Linked DNA regions of Zea mays: regions 1 and 3 are each linked to region 2. A link is a contact called in public Hi-C data. All regions are on one chromosome and are shown on one strand. Each heading gives the region's core, a stretch centred on a gene start, on an enhancer-like site or on the middle of the called end of the contact. The rest is flanking DNA. Distances are from core to core; before and after follow the strand shown.

The links. A called contact is a pair of places that touch in the nucleus more often than the background predicts.
Region 1: a Hi-C map of leaf shows a contact between it and region 2, with 5 times the contacts expected there. The contact joins the promoter of LOC100274554 here to the promoter of LOC541912 in region 2. A contact is called at or near these places in 7 of 25 Hi-C or Micro-C datasets (bundle sheath, ear, endosperm and 3 more).
Region 3: a contact with region 2 is called in a Hi-C map of ear, with 3 times the contacts expected there. The contact joins the promoter of LOC100273973 here to the promoter of LOC541912 in region 2. A contact is called at or near these places in 10 of 25 Hi-C or Micro-C datasets (bundle sheath, ear, endosperm and 4 more) and 1 of 3 datasets of contacts at active chromatin or transcription factors (leaf).

Annotation. Positions count from the first base shown.
Region 1 is chr1:233,759,230-233,762,429 of Zm-B73-REFERENCE-NAM-5.0, forward strand. It overlaps LOC100274554, which reads right to left and starts at 1,469. Exons shown (of 15, transcript NM_001148909.1): 1 at 1,162-1,469; 2 at 162-220. The coding sequence starts at 1,379.
Region 2 is chr1:233,908,343-233,911,317 of Zm-B73-REFERENCE-NAM-5.0, forward strand. LOC541912 (tonoplast intrinsic protein 3) reads right to left here and starts at 1,461. Exons shown (of 2, transcript NM_001111575.2): 1 at 1,184-1,461; 2 at 177-1,055. The coding sequence starts at 1,337. The coding sequence ends at 409. It also overlaps the pseudogene LOC103643418.
Region 3 is chr1:234,059,922-234,062,822 of Zm-B73-REFERENCE-NAM-5.0, forward strand. LOC100273973 reads left to right here and starts at 1,378. Exons shown (of 15, transcript NM_001360507.1): 1 at 1,378-2,001; 2 at 2,523-2,582. The coding sequence starts at 1,487.

The sequences.
Region 1 (3,200 bases), core at 219-2,718, 150 kb before region 2:
AAAGAGTTTTTTTCTTCTTCCTCCCTTCGCCCGCATTTCGCTCGCAAAAAAGACTAGTACCACTACTACTACCGGTACCAGCAAACGCAAGCAAACGTGGCTCGCTCGGAGTTGCGGATGGAGACGCGGAGTGGGTGGGGCAGGCAGGCAGGCGTGCGTACCTGTCTGCTTGATGAGGTTCTCGTTGATCCCGCAGCCGAAGTGGTTCCAGCTATTCCACCTGCACACCACAACGGAGACCCAAAAGGTCAATGTTTGCTTTTCTTTCGGAAAATGAGGGGGGCAAAAAAAAAGGTTTCACTCTCAAAATTAAAGGGACGGATGTCCCAGTTGCCGTCAAGGACTAGAGAAAAGACACATAAAGGACCACCACACCCACACCTCGACCGCGTCCTCCTAGCTATAGAGAGCTAGGTTATCTGACCAGTGTACATTACAGTAGTAGCATGCAAAGTAATCGTGCCGCTCACGCATGCCAGAGCCAAAACGAATGATGAATCTATCGCCCCAAACGCCACGGAGCAAGAAGGGGGCGCGCGCGAGTTGAGCCATGCCGGAAGGCAAGGAACAAAAGTAGTGGCTTTATTAAACGCTGGGTCAGGACTCAGGAAGGCAACGGAGAATGAAAGCCAACAAACACGAAGCAGCAAAAGTCTGCCGACGCTGAGCGCGGCGAACGGGACGCCGACTGACCCTGACGGCGGCCCTGACCCCGTCTCGCTTCCGACGCAAGCCAAGGACATGTCCGTTCCCTCCCTGACTCCCTCCCTCACCACGCGCCCAAAAGAGTTCATCTCGTCTCGGTTCCCCTCGGTGCCTCCGCCCGAGCACCGTCCAGCGTCTACGTTCCCTTTTTTTTCTTCTTCCCTGGATCTATTTATTTATTCGTTTGTTTGATTACAAACTCGTTTGGTGCTGCTCGACTGTTTGTTGGTGGTGCCATTTGTGGGCGCGTGCAGAGATCAACTGGGCGGGCAGGGCACCACAGCCCACGCCACGACGATGGCGCGGCAACAAACAAACAAACAAAAAAAACGCAACCGGGAACGAAGAGGAGGTGCAGCTACGGCGGTAATGGCGCCGCGCGCGGCCGGCGGAGGAAGGTATAGCAGCAGCGCTGCGCTGCAAGCGATGGCGGGCTGGCGGCGAGTGTGTACGTACCCCATCTGCGGCGTCCGGCCGAGGCCGTTCTCGAACGCGCGGCGCCGGGAGCGCCGGCCGCCCCGCCTCGCCGCGGCCCCGCGCAGCTCCTCCCCCGTCCAGTTGCCGACGGCGGCGGGCACCCTGGCCGCCTCCGACGACGCGACCACGGCCGCGGCGGCCACGACGAGGAGCACCATGGCGAGGGACGGCGTCCACGAGCTCGGGGCGCGCGCCATGGCCGGCACCGGCAGCTGCAGAGTGCAGAGAGAACGGAGGGGGGACTGGGACCGCTGGGTTGGGGTTGGGGTTGGGGCGCGTTGTCAGACACTGGGCACGCGCTTTACTAGACAGGCCGCCGCCTTATATATAGCCGCTGCCACGGTCGCGCGGCAGGTCCCACCGTGTCAGTAAATTTTGCTACGTTTTTTTAAATCTCAAAATACTGTTCTGATAAATACAGACTCGTCAGTGTTTACTTGTGTCGCGGGGCTCCCCGCTTTATCCGAACCAGCTGGCGCTCGTGCGTGAGCGACTTCTCGCCACAACTAGTATATTCGTAGCGGGGCCCAGGCCCAGGCCCAGCAGTCGGTAGAAGGTGTGCCGTGCATCAAGGGTGATGGCATCGCACATGCCACATGGAAAACCCATTCATTGCTCTCGTATCCTACTGGAGTTTGCGTGGCATGCTACAGCTCATGCACAGTCGTCCCGCATGAATTTGGATATGATGTGATGTCACGTGATTGGATGCCGTGATGTTTGTCGGAGCCCCGTCTTACCGTAACTGCAGAATCTACTCTCCATCGGTCCATTTTTTTATCTCGCTGTCAAAACGTGTTTAGCTTAAACCTATAGAAATATTTGCATGGTCTTGAAGTAGTTACTGGCTATCTAATCTAATAATATTAATAGCTTGTATATATTTCATCAATATTACACGTAGTTGACTCGTATAAAGAAGATCGGGGACTATTTTACGATAAAGAAAGTATTTGTGATAAATTTATTATAGAGATATATTCAATGGTCTATCTAATGATATCAATTGCATATCATATATATTGATATTTTTATATTTGATCGAACTCGAGTATATTTGCCCATCTGTACTTTTATTCTCGTTTTTCCCCCCGACATGCCTTCCACCTTTTATCTTTCGCACCGCAAGAGGACAAAGTGGTCAAAAAAGTAATCGCTAGTACAGACTAATTTATTAGGCCGCTTGGATTTTTAAATTTTTGTCCATTTCGACCAACACGCACGGCGTCAGAACGGTGCAGCGCCCTCCGCAGGAATCGTCAGAGTAAAAGTTAACGAAAAGATGCGATCCCATCTCAGCCGCGGTCGGCCTCGGGGCGCGAACGACTATTGCCTGCCTCGGGGCGTTTCATCACTGCGCGCCGCAACCGCAGCACAGGGAGGGAGGAGGCAGCGGCGCGGAGCGTCAAGCTCTAGGACATTGGTCGGCCGGAGAGTCGTGTTCCAACTTGGGGACGTTTGGTTTCTTTAGTACATGGATTAAAGTTTAGTTAGGAAATTAAAATTTAGTTCTTACCATATTTGTTTCTATAAACTAAAACTATCCAAAATACATTAAATAAATCATAAGATAACCAAAATACTCCTTAGTATTCTTCTATTATTAGTGCAAAATAAAGAAGATATAAATTGTGGAATTTATATGGTTTTAGTCTCTTTCAGTCATCCCTTGAGGAACTAGAGACTAAAACAGTTTAGTCCATGTTTTAGTCCCACCGTTTGGCAATTTAGAAATTAAATGACACTAAAATTAAAGGACTAATCTTTAGTCTCTCAAACCAAACACCAAACGAGGCCTTATTAGACACAGCCCTTTGCTTCTCATCCTCGTCCAATCCACTATGTTTACTAATTACGTCAATACATTTGATTGCACATGATATGTCATCGACTACATAGTCGTTTGGTTCATAAAATGTAACGTAAATAGTAACAATGATGATTCACACTTAATTAACGTAAAATGTCTACATAGTCGTTTGATGATTTACATTATGATTCATAAAATACATTTGAAT
Region 2 (2,975 bases), core at 211-2,710:
TGTACTGTATATATCAGAGCAAAGCTAATGCATTTTTGTAGATCAGAGCAACCCTAATGCAATATATGATCCAACTAGATCAGAATAGTAGGCACTCAAAAAAAAAAAAAAGGTAGGCACACAGTCCGCGCGTTTGGTCTCTACTATGATACGACTCATACGAGACAAATCCTGCATTTTGTACCTGGAATTTATTACATACACATAGTAATTAGTAGAGACGCATATCACCTGATTAACCGTGTCCAACGCTGGGGCGATCAACAAGTACGTACCCTATGCCCCTCATTATTAACCATCACAAGACACCACAATATAATTTCCAACACATGCATAAAAAAATTTGACAACAGGACACGGCCCAACTAAGGAGACGCCGCCGCGCCGGCGCCGGCGCCGGCCGACTAGCTAGTAGTCCTCTGGCGCGAGCGGCTGGTGCGTGTGCGGCACGGCGTCGGCGGGCGGGATAAGCAGGTACTCGTACACCAGCCCTGCGAGCCCCGCGCCGAGGAAGGGGCCCAGCCAGTAAACCCAGTGGTGCCTCCACCGCCACCCGACGAGCGCCGGGCCGAAGACCCGCGCCGGGTTCATCCCGGCGCCGTCGAAGGGCCCGCCCGCCAGCACGTTGGCGCCGAGCAGGAAACCCACGGCCAGCGGCGCGATGGTGCCCAGGTGGCCCCGCTTCGGGTCGACCACCGTGGCGTAGTAGGCGTACACGAGGCCGAACGTCATGACGGCCTCCAGCAGCACGGCGTGCCCGTCGCCGACCCCGGACGCGAGCGCGAACCCCGGCGGGCGCGCGCCCCCCGTGGCGAGCCGCAGCAGGAGCGTCGCGGCGACGGCGCCCAGCAGCTGCGCGGCCCAGTAGAGGACCGCGCGGACGAGGGAGACGCGGCCGCCGACGAGCGCGCCGAAGGTGACGGCCGGGTTCACGTGCCCGCCCGAGACGTTGACGGCCACCGCCACCGCCACGGCCAGACCCAGCGCGTGCGCCAGCGCCACTGCCACCAGCCCGCCCGCCGTGCTGATCGTGCTGTGGTCGTGGTACATCTTCCCTGCACGCAAGCAAACAAATGACGAACCCCGCGCGCATGCACATCGTCGTCTCCATCTGCATATATGCATGCAGTGTGGTGCGGTGCGAGAGGTTGGCGCGGACGGTGAAGCATGCGTCAGTACGTACCGAGCGAGAGGACGGATCCCTCGGCGGCGAAGACGAAGATGGCGGTGGCGATGAACTCGGAGATGGCGGCGCGGATGGTGTCCGGGTGCGTGGCGTCCTCGCTCCGTCCCACCGTGAACCGCCGCCCCGCCCGCACGCCCGTGGCCGTGCTCATGTCGTCCGCCAAAAACCAAGCCAAACCCCTGCTAGCGGCCTCTTCTTGCTAGCTAGCTTGCAGTAGCGGCGTGCGTACCTCCTCCTTCGTTTCAAACAGACGAGCGGGCAGTCAGTCAGGAGCTGCGGCGACGGCCAGCGCGCGCGGCTTATAACGTGGCCGAGCCGCGCGCGGCGCCGCGCCACGTATGGGCGCCGCGGGGCAGCTGGGCGGCACGTCTCACTCTCAGGGTGCCGCGCCCGTCCATGCTACGCGCTGGTGCGGGCCTTGTTCGTCTCTATCCGCGGGGTCCGCGTTCCAGATTGCCAGGTCACGGGCACATTACGGCGAGTACGTGTACGTTTTCCCTGCGGTCTACGGATACATATGCAAGAATCCGTTGTCTTGAGCTTGGAGAGACAGAAGCAGACAACACTGTGAGCTTACGGCTCGCCATGCATGGAACGGCCAGCACGGGCCTGCATGTGTTGGATTGGATGTGAGGGTCTGCAGCTCTTGCTCGCAGCGGCGGATCCAGCATTCATAACCACCGTGTCATAACCACAAGAGCTTGTTCCATTATTCCTATCCCTGTGTATTGGATAAAATTAGAAAAAATATAAAAGATTTTGACTTGTTTAGAATTAAAACTCGCCTAATCTCACTAAATCCATATGAATTGAAAGCAAAACGAACAAAATCTAACAAAGTAAAATAAAAAAGAACATAGTTGAGAAGCTAAGGGCATGTTTGGTTTGTTACCTCAATTGCCACACTTTATCTAACTTTTCTGCCTAAGGTTAGTTATTCAATTCGAACGACTAACCTTAGGCAAAGTGTGGCACATTTAGGCACAAACCAAACATGCCTTAAAAAATATATAAAGATAAATAACATATGAAACACGTTGTTACGGTGCAATATCTTCACTCTTCATCAATTACTAGGTATATGCTCGTGCGTTGCTACGGGCTCAACATGTTATATTAATATACGTGAAATAATTTTACTTCTCTGGTATAGTAATCCTAGCTGCAAAACCCAGGCTCCAATACATTCCCAGCTGATGCAGCAACAACATATCTACAAGAACATTCATCTACACTTGGGACACGAATCAACCAGCAATCGCCCCACATTTATTTGACACCATGCTGGGAGGCGTATACTAATATTTGAACTGCATCAGTTTATTTGAAAGCAGTGAACACTTAGGCGTATACTCAGATTTGAACAACATAACGATTGATTTCAGCAAAATAAGGGGGCATGTTGATTAAAAAATAAGAAGAAAAACATAGATAAAATTTGCATAAAGAGGTACACATGGAAATGTCGTTATGAAAAAAGTTAAACTATATGAAGAAAAGGTAAATATACTCCTAATATCAACAATTCAACATAGAAGGGTTGCCAGCTATGAAGCCTGAACAAAATAGAATAGAAATCAACCTACATAAGTAGTGCTTGATAATTCTTTGGAGTCATCCGAATGGGAGTTGCAAAAGTATTGGCAGATTCATCTCATTCAGTCTCGCCCCTAGCAGCAAATATGCCACTTCCTGTCATTTCCTTCCACTTGGGAGCTGAGCATGGTTTCCTGAAGGGGAAAAGGGAACGGGGAACGACTTGGTGAGCCACGGGTCCCTTCATCTATAG
Region 3 (2,901 bases), core at 128-2,627, 150 kb after region 2:
CAAGGACCTCCATGTCCTCCGATGGCAGCCCTGGCGGCGAAGATTCAGATTCACTGGTGGAGCAATACCCTTGCAGCGCCCCCCTATGCAGCCTTTGAACATGCTGGTATGAATCTAATGCTTAGTTACTCTAGTCCCTAACTATACTGTATCTATCATATATTCATGGAGTGTTGTAGTCATTGCTACGATTCTTACCATGAAACTGGGAACACAATAACATGAGAATACGATGATAATCAGGTCTAGATTTTTTAAAAAAAAGAGGTAGTCAGTCCAAAATCAATGTGTGTCTTCCTAGAATAACCGATGGCTTGACTAAAAAATTATCATTAACACTTGTAGATTACTGATGCTTTCTATTCAGTAACTTGCAGTTAACACAATAAGCGATGCTTGTTTTTGTTGAGCACAAATGGAATACTAAACCTCATTCGTCAAGCACGAAATATGATTGTGTTTGGAAGATAATATTGTGTTCAGGTATTCAGAATAACATAAGCTGATCACATGATGAGTTCCGAGGCAACTCAATCAACTCTAATGTACTGGGGAACTGTTGTGAGATGATACCATTTTGAGGGGAAAACAATTTTAGGAAAACCCTTAATACATAGTTTTAGGGGAGATTTTTTAAAGACTTTGGAGTTGCTCAAGCTATATCTAGCAGCTTATCTATCTCATTTTCTATTTCACTCACTATTTTAAACTCTACTATATAAATAATACAATCTATAGTGCAAAAACATGTCTATTCATGCTTGGCTAGAGATAGCCTTAGTGTGGACTGCGGTGCATGCGTCTGCGTCCGTGGTGAGAATTATTACTTATTGGGCTTTATTGGCCGACTGTCGAAGGATGACCTAGGACGTGAGATAAGTTCAGAAGGAGAAGCGACCTGCCTTTGTTTTGGTTTAGTAAGGACAAATGGACAATCACATGCTGATCTCCGCGATCTGGTAAACGAACACAAGAGATATTTATTTTTGTTAAATTTGTTAAAGATAAAGAAACGCACAGCAACCATTATTATTATTATTATGATCCGAAATCACGGTATATTATTATATATATAGTAGTAGAACAACAGATTTTAATTTTAAGGCATTGAGTTCCGTGAGTACGGCCATGTTCCCAGTCGTGGCGCGCGACCGCAGCCAGGCCAGGAGCCAGCAAAGCGAGCAGTCGACCATGTACCACGGAACGAGAGGAGAAAACGTCTGAAATAGGCGAGGGATCACGGCCGCGCCCGCGCAAGCGGCAAGGCAAACCCTTGTGTTGGTCCAGCCGCCCCTCGCCCCGCCGCACCAATCCCCCACCCCATCCCAACGCTATCCGCTGCCCTCGCCGCGCCCCCCTCCTCTTCCACCTCGTCCGCCACCCTCCCCAATCCATCACATCCCACCCTACCCCACCGGCCCTGCCGCCGCCGAGGAGGAGGTGTCCCCACCCCCGTCCGCAGAGGCAGCAGGGATCTCTACCGGGCATGGAGCTGGCGCTCGCCTCCGCGAAGCCCTCGCCTCGGGCGGCGGGGGCCTTCCCGCCACTTATCTTCTCGCCGCTTAAACCATTCCCGCTCCTCCGCTTCCCGCCGCGGAGGACCGCAGCGGCGGCGCTGCGGCTCCGGCTCCGGCTCCGCGCGGCTGCCGCTGACGCGGGCGAGACTTCCCCTGGCGAGGAGGTGTTCGGCGCGCGGCGGGAGCTAACGGGCATCCAGCCGCTGGTGGAGGCGCTGCCGCCCGCAGCGCGGACGGCGGCGGAACTGGCCGTCGCCGCGGCAGCCGTGGCGGCGGGATACGGCATCGGGCTCCGCGCGGGTGGCGGGTCGCGCGCCGTGGCGGTGGCGGGGGCGGCAGTGCTCTGCGCGGCCAGCGTGGCGGGAGCAGCTGCGGTGAACTCCGTGGTCCCAGAGGTCGCCGCCGTGGGGCTGCACAATTACGTCGCGGGCCACGACGACCCCACCAACCTGGACAACGGCGAGGTGGAGGCAATCGCGAAGAAGTGAGTAGCTCTCGTGTCTTGTTGCAGCATTGAGTTTATTGGTGAAATGGTTCGAGCTACTGCTGTGTTGCCTCCTGGTAGTCTTGTTGCAGCATTGACGTTATTCTTATATTTGGTAGTGAGCTACCTGGATCCAATGAAGTGCCCCTTAGTTGAGGTTTTTATTTTGCTCATGAACTAAATATTAGTACTTGCAGACATAATATAGTACTGTGATTAGCTCAGCCTTTTATTGTGATACGCACTTGTCTCCCCACTCCATTTCCAATAATTCTTGCACGCTTGTTTATTTGGTTCCCCCATAGTCCCATTGATTGTTGGAATGCAAGTAAATTTTGGTTTAGCTAGTTACATGTATGTTAAAAGAAGTTATATACAATTTCCATATTTGTAAGTTTTTTTTTGGTTTCTTGGGAATCTAAATTGCATAATCAGTTCCCGTTATCTCTTTTGGAGGCTAATTATTGATGTTGCTGTTGCTCCTCTTCATATATTCTTATAATGTGCAATTTTAATTTTAGATATGGAGTTAGCACACAGGATGACGCCTTCAAAGCAGAGCTCTGTGACTTGTATGCCAGGTGTGCTTCTCGGTGCTCTTGTTTTTTCCCCAGCTGGCACATGTGCTTGTGTGCATTAAGTTTTCTTAAATTCTTAAGGTGTCACCTCACCTCACGCTTTAGTCGCTTATAAGCGTAAGGTGGTAGTAAATCTCAATCGCCCCGCTTCGTCCTACCAACTTGATAACCATGGGCATAACTAGTGTTGTGCTACTCACTACTCACTACCTGTTGCCCCCTGCATACTACACTAGTTGGAGGCACGAAGGTTTCTGCAAACAATTGCAGGAAAAAGGAATAACCATAATCCTCTAGATGTAATCATACTATTGACTATATA